Linked DNA regions of Hordeum vulgare: region 2 is linked to region 1. Evidence: chromatin contacts called from public Hi-C data. All regions are on one chromosome and are shown on one strand. The core of a region is the stretch at or near the end of the contact, and the rest is flanking DNA. Distances in the headings are between cores, read along the strand shown. Region 1 has its middle 8.5 kb from the start of LOC123414437. Region 2 has its middle 130 kb from the start of LOC123414437.

What was found. A called contact is a pair of places that touch in the nucleus more often than the background predicts.
Region 2: a Hi-C map of leaf shows a contact between it and region 1, with 4 times the contacts expected there. The contact joins two enhancer-like sites. A contact is called at or near these places in 2 of 6 Hi-C or Micro-C datasets (both in leaf).

The regions. Positions count from the first base shown.
Region 1 is chr7H:211,629,432-211,634,523 of MorexV3_pseudomolecules_assembly, forward strand. No RefSeq gene overlaps it. Among protein-coding and RNA genes, the nearest start is that of LOC123414437, 8.5 kb to the left of the region's middle. Within about 2 kb of position 2,755, at least 1 of the 3 cell types and tissues checked has open chromatin away from gene starts, as enhancers often do. A contact at or near this core is called in leaf, where this site is marked.
Region 2 is chr7H:211,748,692-211,753,783 of MorexV3_pseudomolecules_assembly, forward strand. No RefSeq gene overlaps it. Among protein-coding and RNA genes, the nearest start is that of LOC123414437, 130 kb to the left of the region's middle. Within about 2 kb of position 2,325, at least 2 of the 3 cell types and tissues checked have open chromatin away from gene starts, as enhancers often do. A contact at or near this core is called in leaf, where this site is marked.

The sequences.
Region 1 (5,092 bases), core at 1,505-4,004:
CCTTGCAAGCGCCAAGCGGCAGTGGGCGGCCGGACGTTGTTCGTCGGAGGACTGCCACGCGCGACGGGCGGCGCTGACTAGAGAGAGACGGAGCAAGCTGCAGCCACGCGTGTAGAGACCGAGGAAGCGCCGGAACGGTCGCCGAAAAAATGGGGTGGCGCTAGCGGCGACGGCGACGCGGCTGGTTGGGTAGGTGGAGTTTCGCGTGAGCGCTCGAGAGTCCAGCGCGCGGGAGCGAGCGCTTCTTTTAATCGCCATCGCGCACACACAACTTTATATGCCGCGCGCGCGGTTATTGCGCGCCCGCTGGAGACACTCTGTCGATTGCGCGCACGCTAAAATGGGTAAATTTGCGGCGCGGCTGTTGGATATGCTCTAAACGTCCGCGGACGCGTCCGGTCGGACGTGTTCTCTATTTGTCTGTCCACACACTCACACTCCTCATTTTTTTCCTCATACGTCCGATCATTTGCACGTGATTGATGTAGAGAAAGAGAAAAAAAAATAAAATAAAGAAAAAAAGTGATCCAGGGTGAGGTCGCGTCCTATGTGACGGACTGACCGGACGCGCCCGGACGCGTCCGCGAGCCCTCACATTCTCTCCATATTTGTGATGGATATGAGGGTTCACGGACAGCCCCTACCTATAGGAATGATGAGGGACCGGTTGGGTTATTATTTTCCTTTTTTTGTCCGGTCACGTACGAATAATCATTTGAGGCGTCCGACTGTAGATGCTTTAAGGTAGGCAAAGAAGAAGACTATGACACCTTAAGCAATCTGACTCAACTGCAAGGTATCTTTTTGTGCATAGGCTGAAAGAGCACATCCTTTAAAAGCATTTGACCAATGTTTTCGACTATGTGCAGGAACAGGCGAATGAGTTTACCTCCTGCGTGAAGGAAAAGGCTGCCTTTTCCGAAACTTCAATCCTAATTAGCTAAGCTCTAGGTTGACATGATACTGCATGATTTATTGACAAGTATATATGCCCTTCTTCTGAATTATTTCTTTAACTGTTTGTCGATTCTTTTCCATGTAAAGCATTTCACTCCGCCGATGCGAATGTTTGGCTCTTGGGTCGATTATTCCAGCCAAGTGTGATTTTTCGTGAAGAAATGACAACCGTGGTGTTATGGGCAAAAAAGAAATTAATGATATCCGTTGGTTTCGATACGTTATGTGGGCGGATTAACGACGATATTGATTTTAGATATGGGAATAAAAGCACTTCACATTATTGAATATGTAGGTGTAAGTAATTAATGACTTCGAGTGGATTGATGTATGCTTTTGCCAATTTTTATAAAATAATTAATAAAGATGACTGCATGCATCAATTGATGCAGAGACAGAGAGTTTAACCTTCTTTAAAAAAAAAGTCAAAAAAAATCAGTGCTCTAAAAAAGCCATTCTAGAAGCATTTTGGAGGCCCTTTTCTTCACATAGAACAACCACCATGCATGTCATTTTTACGTGAAAATTCACACATGAATAGAACAGTCAATCATGTTTGTTAAACAAATTCAATTTTATTTTTTTGTTATTTTTTTAGATTCTAGTGTTCACACGGGCTCGAGGGATCATTGGTCGGCATCTACGGTGGAGCGGCGTTCCTTGTGACACATCGATGTCGTGGAGTCTCGGCGGCGAGGCGCAACAATGTCTCGGCGACGGATGCGTGATGATGAGCGCGCGTAGGGAGGAGGCGTTGTCTGGCGCCGTGGGTGCATCGACGGCAGGCCTTGCAAGGTCGATGCGTCAGTAACTCTTCTGAAGATGGATTGATGGAAAGCGGCGGCGACGACCTATGAGGGTGCGTTCGACCGGTTTGTGCCCCTGACCCGGTATGTGGCTCGGTCGGGCACTCCGGCTTTAGATGTTAGGCTAGGTGAGAGGTCTGGGTATGTGACTCACACTTCCTGCATCCCTTCATCATTGGATAGAACTAGCGATAGATGTTGTCAAGAGGGCGACTTCAGATATATTGATGTATTGCTTTATAAGATCTTTGTGCATAATTAATAAAATGGCTGCATGCATCTTCGAGATGCAGAAGCCGGGGATCATCCTCCTTTTTTAAAAATAAAATAAAATATAATGTGGAACCATGTCAAAGATAGCATTTTCGTTGACTCTGCGCCCTAAATGAGTTATTTTTCATTGTATGTGTTTTGTGCTAGACTAGATGGGTTGCAAGGCACTAACTAGCCAGTTTGGTACTGAAGTGGATATGTAGCCTTTGCTTCTTCAAGCACACAAGCAGATCACATGACAGAGGATTAACTTACTTTATGATGCTGCAAGCTAAGTGGTAGCTTGCCCTGTTGTATAATTGACCGCATAATATTAATATTGATGACTTGAAGGGACTAATAAATTCCAACAGGTGTGATTTGTTAGTTAGAAAGAGAGCTTAAAACCCTCTGCTTAAAGTCATGATCAGCCCAAGAAACTAAGCCATTTAGGTCTATTTTGTAAAGCAGGATGAGAATCACATCCAGTATGTGCCTTACAACTGTCCTAGACTTCAGCCTGACAGATAGCAACTCTAACTATTACTTAATCATAGAAAAGCAAGACAGCAAGTCCTGATCATCTAGGTCACGACATATGCTTGCACATAAGCAGTTGCTTGCTGGATTTTCTTTTTCAACGGGCGGCAGGATTTTCACTAAAGTGGAATATAGTCCCAAATCATGATTCACGCGTCGCAGGTAGGCACGAGGGGGTCGCTTCTTTGTGGCTGCATGCTTCTTTGTATATTGGATAGAGATTGAAACGGCAACGAGATAGGAAGAATATTTCAGGGGTTTAGCTCCAGAGCAAGGCAAAGAATGAGACTGGCTGGAAAAGAAAGATGGAAAGGCAAACTGAAAAGATAACTGAACTTTCTCACCGTATATCCTACTCTCAATCAGAAGCAATCCCTTTGACCAACCCAATAACTACATGATTGTACGCGCGTACGTTGGCGGCCTGCAGTCCTGCACTGCCCTGGCTAGACTAGACTACCCAGCCTTGGTGTAAAATGTGTGAGAAGACTAGATCAAAAGGCAAGGGGAGAGAACATGAAGCTGGCTGGCACCATGTATGAACACAGGATGAACAAAAGGCAGCCGTAATTTCTTCTTCTTTATTTCCTTTCAGTTATGATGGAGATTGGAGAATAGAGTTTGTACTTCCTGTCATTCAAGGTACTTTTCTTGCAGCACTTGCATTGCTTCAAGTAACATGTAGCATCCTTGTCAAAAAAGGCAGAGTAATGAAGATAACAGGCACGGTCACTTCTAGACTCATATATCTATAGCATCAGGCCAAACCTAAGGGAGAGGCTGATTCGGATCCTAGCCGTTCAACTTGAATCTAATGCTTCAAATAATTCACATGTTATAGCTTAATATTTTGAGGATCTTAGGGCAACTCTAACCGATCCCTTAGAGCATCACCCCATATAATGCCCGACTCGCAAAATAACCGTCAAAATACAGGTCTGTACGAAAAAAAGTTGCCGGATCAGACCCTCCAAACTTGTCGGATCCGTAAATGTTTTTGCGGGACGCGGTAAAAAGCTCCTCCCAATCTGTAAAAACACAGTTTTCGCGTCCGCTTTTACGGTGCCTTGTACCGAGAGGAACCAGTTGGCGGGAGCCCAACTGTCATGGAAACAACTTTCGCATCTGCTGTCTACGTCCAGCGTACGCCGCCCCGGATGTCCCGAACGCCGGCCGCCCGTCCTCGCGGCCACCCTGCTCGTCCTAGCCGGATTTGACGTCGGCGACGGAAGCTAGCTAGCTAGCTCCGGGCTCCTGGATGGATTCCATGAGCGGAGCTAGCTAGCTAGCTCCTGAACGGATTCGTGGACACCAGATATGGATTTGTGGACGGATGAGCTAGCTAGCTAGCTCGCTCCTAGATGGATTCGTGGACGAAGCCTCCGTATTTAGGAACACATTTAGTTGACCATGGACAAGTGCACAGGAAGAAGAAGATGTGGAGAACAAATGTAAGCAAAAAGTTTGATTTACAGTTTAAGTTTAAGGGATCTCTTCCCCCGCAGCTCGAACCGACCCGTAAAGGGGCATCTTCTATGAATATTCTTTTTTACAGGTTCATTTTGTAGGGCCTGACTCTGTCCTCGTCGCGCCGGCCCGTAAAGCCGTTTTTCCGCGAAGTGTAAACGTGTTTTACAGGTCGGCGTTATAAGGGGTCTGCTGGAGATGCTCTATCCCTTAAACCGCGGAACTGAAAACGTGGTTTTTAGTTAGTGAAAAACGTGTTTTAAGGACCGGTTTATGCTCCGACTGAACAGAACCCTTAAAGTTAAACTATAAAATCGAATATCCACTTTATATTCTTTCTCAAGTTTTCTTCTCCGTCTCGCCCATGTCCACTGCACGAAGCAGCCAAATACGAAACCACTAGCGTCGAGAACAGCGCACAAAGCTAGCTCGTCCATCGCTGGCTCGAACCAGGAGCTTCTCCTTCGCCGCTGTAACGAGCTCCTCCGTAGTTGCTCGAGTTTTCGACAAGAATCAATCCAAACGGCCAATACAAAGCCGCAATCGTGTTGGAAATATGCCCTAGAGACAACAATAAATTGGTTATTATTATATTTCCTTGTTCATAATAATCGTTTATTATCCATGGTAGAATTGTATTGATTGGGAACTCAAATACATGTGTGGATACATAGACAACACACTGTCCCTAATAAGCCTCTAGTTGACTAGCTCGTTGATCAAAGATGGTCAAGGTTTTCTGACCATAGACAAGTGTTGTCACTTGATAACGGGATCACATCATTGAGAGAATGATGTGATGGACAAGACCCAAACTATAAACGTAGCATATGATCATGTCAGCTTGTTGCTAATGTCTTCTGCATGTCAATGTATCTATTCCTATAACCATGAGATCATGCAACTCCCGGACACCGGAGGATACCTTGTGTGTATCAAACGTTGCAACGTTGCTGGATGACTATAAAGGTGCTCTACAGGTATCTACGGAGGTGTCTGTTGGGTTGGCATGGATCAAGACTGGAATTTGTCACTCCGTGTGACGGAGAGGTATCTCGGGGCCCACTCGG
Region 2 (5,092 bases), core at 1,075-3,574, 120 kb after region 1:
TCTGAACACTGACACCATGATTGTAAGCATGAAGAGAAGAAAAATTAGATTGAGTGCGAAGCTTACTATTCCTTGGCTGCAGACCGCTGCCCCATGAGGTGAGCAGAACGACAAGGGAAGCGCGGAGAACGGCGGGGAAGCAACGTCGTGGCAAATTCTTTCCTTCTCTTGTGGTTGGTGGAGGAAGACTCCACCGGCTCTTCGATCAATGCCACCATCACAAACGGCACCTTGTAGCTTCTCTGTGGTTCTTCATCGTCCGCATGCTCGATCTTGGATCGATAATGCCACCACCTCCGCCTCACGCGCAATCGGTGAATCCGCCTGCTCCATGGAACAGAGGATGAGCTCTGTGTGCAGCCGCGCGACTCCCGTGGGTGGATGGACTTTCTCTCACTCGGATTCAAACGTGTTCTCATCAAGTGCACGGTCGCTGCTAACTGCTGCTTGTTGTCAAACCAAGAACCAATCTTCCTCGGGCTTGCTAACTTTACCTCATCGATGTCGGAGATCTTCACGTACTCGTCTTCCATTGTGATTGTGGATGTCTGACAATGGAAGAGGAGAGGAGGGGAAATGGAAGAGGAGAGTGCGGAGAGGGCTGCGATGACGGTTCTGGATTGGCGACAGGGCGGCTCGCAAGGAGAGGAATATGAGGGGCGGCGAGAGAAAAAATGATGGACTAATTTACCCTTGACTTAAGAAAAGGGCCCCCACAAATTTCAGTACTGACCTCACCGATATTAGTACTTTCGAGTATTTACGAAGTAGTACTAGCAAGTCTAACTATTTTATCACCGTCAGATCAACGTTGACAAACGAATGATAAAAATGCCAACCATTATAAAGCATGTAATAAAATAAACATATATATTGTCCCATAATTAGATAGTTAAATAATTTCCATTGATTTTTTAACCATTTTCTGTCCAAACAAATGCACGGATGACAGTGCAGATGAACGGCAGCATGCGTTTCTGCATGTGCGTGCCCCTGCAAATATCGAAAATGCTAGACATACAAATAGTTACATAAGGTTACACGTTGATTAGGATTTTTTCTTTCTAACTAACCACTTCCCCTGATTTTCAAGGGAGTGGGGCCCTCATTCCCCTTAATCTCCAATCAAAATTCATCTATATGTAAAACCCATGTAATGTTATGTATGTGTAGCATTGCTGTGCAAATATTCCTTCAAAAGAGACCTCATGACCACGAAAGGTGATATACATGAACTAAAAGGTTCCTAGCCATGCAAAGTACTGTTCAACTATGACAACACGTTTGGTCTTTTTCTTCTTTCCCTTCTGTTATCATGATCGACCAGTCTCGTAATCTGGGTCATTCGGTGTGATCACTTTGAGCAGCAGATCGATGGATTATGTCCAAATGATTTTCCTACTCCGACGCCGGAAAAGGTATAGTTGGTTGATGCTAATCATTTAGGTCGCAGGTTCTCCACGAATCACGATTTGATAGTCACTTGGATCATGTAGCTTACAGGGTAAGCGCGGGAGTTGCTTTGCTTGTCTCGTCCAAGAGCTCAGGAAAGCAATATAGCACACTGGTTTGGTTTGGTTTGCCTTTTTGGGTAAATGCATGGATCTGTATGGAGAATAGGCTACGTGATCTTAGGTTACATCCGTACACTTCACGTTGTAATTCCACTCTAAGTGTGAGAGCTCGGGTTCTGGAAAAGATACTTTTTTTATCTGATAATTTTGGTATATTGAAGTTATAAAATGGTGCTGAAAAGGCAATAGTCTAATGTTGTGGTAGTGCATGCCAAAACAACTGGTACAACCATGCTTAGTTGTTACTACTCCCTCCGTTTCTAAATATAAAACCTTTTAAAGATTGCATTATAAACTACATACGGATGTACATAGACATATTTTAAAGTGTAGATTCACTCATTTTGCTCTGTATGTAGTCTTCTAATGAAATCTCTAAAATGTCTTATATTTTGAAACGGAGGGAGTAGTAGGAAAGCTAGACAGAAAATAATACACACATCTAATTGTACATCATTATGTACATAAAGTCCCTTATTTGATTCCTCTATATGCAATCATGAAGCAGAAGTGCAGCACCGACAGTTGTGTAGAGTACTTCACTCCTTGATTTCAGGCAGGGGCAAACCAGATCAGCCAAAGAGGCCGGATAGAGGGATAAGCAACTAATGATTGGGCCCTTTTTGCTCATTCTTTTTGAGAAAGCAGTGGCACACGAGATGGAGAAACACACTCACACACACACACATACGGAGAGAGAGAGCGCGCCAAACCCAATACACTCATGTGTGAACGCAACGTGTGGGTATGGAGCACTAGGCCACTAGCTGTGCCGCGTCGTTTTCAAGTGCTGTTGTGCTTCTCTAGAGGCCAGGTGGTGCTACTGCTGAGGTGGATCTTGTGTAAGCGTGCCATCATCCTTTTTTTCACTTAGTTCTTTTCAGTACTGAGGTAATTAGACATTAAGCTGTACTCATCTGCCGTGGTTATGGATTAACACCCTCTCCCCCCTCTCGGGCGACTCGGGGTGATCACCTTCCCGCCGTCGGCGTAACCACATCCTCTTCCTCCCTCCCTCGCTGCCGCATGAGGTTGGCGTCGGGCAAGCCCATGGCGCAGCCGGGGACTGCGACGGTGGGGCCCTTGCTGCTCTGCCTTGCACTAGAGAGCGATTGGATCTGGGATGGCGGCCCTTCCGGCCAGGCCCCTCCATGTTGTGGCGAGCGATGGGGTTGTTGTGGTGCCGGTGGTCTGGTCGGACGATCGATGGATCTTCCATGGACCAGTGCCTGGCGTGGATGCTCTGGCGGCCGGCGGCGCGTGATCTAGCCGCGGCCTCGGACCCTGATAATTGTGTTTCTCTCCTGCGGGTTCCTGACGGTGCCGACGTGGCTTGCCGGGCCCTTGGATGGTGGTCGTGTATGAAGTTGGTGGAGGAGATCTAGATTGAGGGAAACCGCTTGGTCGGCCCTGGCCGGCCGCACCGACGACGACGACACTCAAAGGCGTCGTTCTTCTTGGAGACGTCGGTCTACATCTACTCCTCCACTTCCCCCACCCTGACTCTCGGGTGAAAACCCAAACTCCGGTGGGCGGCGGTGGCGTCCTTGATATCATGACCTTCCTGAAGGCGTCCTCTTGAGGGCAGAGTGGTCGTGGGCATTGCGTACCTCCTTGACGGTTGTTGGTGGTGGGAACAACTTCGAGGGAAAACCCTGAGATCTGGTTTTCCAGATCGGATGATGGCGGTACCACGGTGTTGTTTCTCTCTTGGGAGCGTCGTTTGTGGAGCATCACTGGATGACATCGGCAGGATGTGGAACGTCTTTGTCTTGCACGGAGCTTTGACCGAGCTGTCAAGTCATGCCTGGCCGATAGGTGCTACATTAAGTCATGTCTAGTTGACACGTGCTACGCATGATAGTTCTTCCAAAGTCTTCACGTCCAGACGGATTAGCACAGGGCAGTGGCGCCGTTTAACGCCGTGGTGGCGTCGGCGGATGTCCAGACTAGCAAGGAAGATGTGGATCTCTCTCCTGAAAATGGATCAGTCGTCCGATGATGATGGGTGCTTCTAAACGTGTGCATGTGATGTGCGTTATAAGTCTGCTACACCGGCTGTTGGTCCCGATATGTTATGTGGATGGATTGGCGACGACACCAGTTTTAGATGTGGAGAGTGAGAGCACTCCAAGTTATTGAGTTTGTAGGTGTGTGAGTGATAACTTCGGGTGGATTGATATATATTCTTGTCAGACCTTTATGGAATAATTAATAAAGATGACTACATGCATCAATTGATGCAGAGACTCGGGTTTAACCTCCTTTTTCCAAAAAAAGTACACATGTAATTTCGAATGTTTATTAGGTAGGAAAACTTGGATATTTGATAGTACTAATGGTGCAAAAACAAAGAGTTTAAACCATGGTAAATTTTGAAGGAAGGACTCATATTGCAAGTAATAACATGCCATCGCGTCCGTACACAAACGAGTAAATAAAGGGATTGGAGTGGAAGTTAGAATTTCTTTGCAATTATAGGACATCAATAGTAATATATAATTTTTTCGATAATCGTTCCTTGATTTCCTACAGAAAGACACATGAGAATGACCTTACGTGAACTTACTCTTTCGCTCGCAGGATTCAACTACCATAACTAGATATAACCTTCATGAGTAAAACAGTTTAGGACCTGCTTGAATTCAGTTGGTGAGTTTTGATCCTTGATGTATTTAAAACTAAGTGGTTGCACTCAACGAATAGAGGCGGTTTTTGGAAAATCATCTTCTATTTCGCAAGTTAAATGTTGTGAGAGCTTTCTTGCATTCTATTTGATAACATAGCTACCACTTTATAAGTTGGATGAAAGAAAACGCATGGCTGCACAAACATAGCGACGCGTGCTCTTTTCAACACAAGATAGATGGTTGACATTGAACAAAGATTTAGTTGTAGCTTCCATGGCAAGTTTGTCAAGAAAAGTCAGAAAACCATTGAAGAAAAAGTAGATGAACTTCCAATTCAAAGAAACCGCAAGGAAGAAGCTACCTTCGAAAAATCAACGTGATCATTAGCTAACCAAGAGTGTCAATTGTATCATGAAAATGCTTTGCGGACAACGTTTTTGTCAACAAATTCTCATGAAAACTTATAATGGAAACTATTGGATGGGTCTTTCCAAAATTATTATCATATAACCAAAAACTTGTGCATGCACCTATTTGCATGTTGATATCATTAAGAATACACATAGATTATCCTTCTTACGTGTGACGTTGAGGCTTTGACTCTTGCACCAAATCCCAGCATATGCCCGGTTTCCAAGCTTGACTTGGCACGAAACTTAACAAGTTAACTGCAGGCCTATACAATTAATACTTTTTACTTAGCTTGGCATTTTACTTAATTTTGGTGATTATCATTATAATAGATGGCATAATTGTTGGGGAACGTTGCATGGGAAACAAAAATTTTCTTACGCACACGAAGACATATCATGGTGATGTTCATCTACGAGAGGAAGATCGGATCCACATACCCTTGTAGATCACTAAGCGGGAAGCGTTAAGAAACGC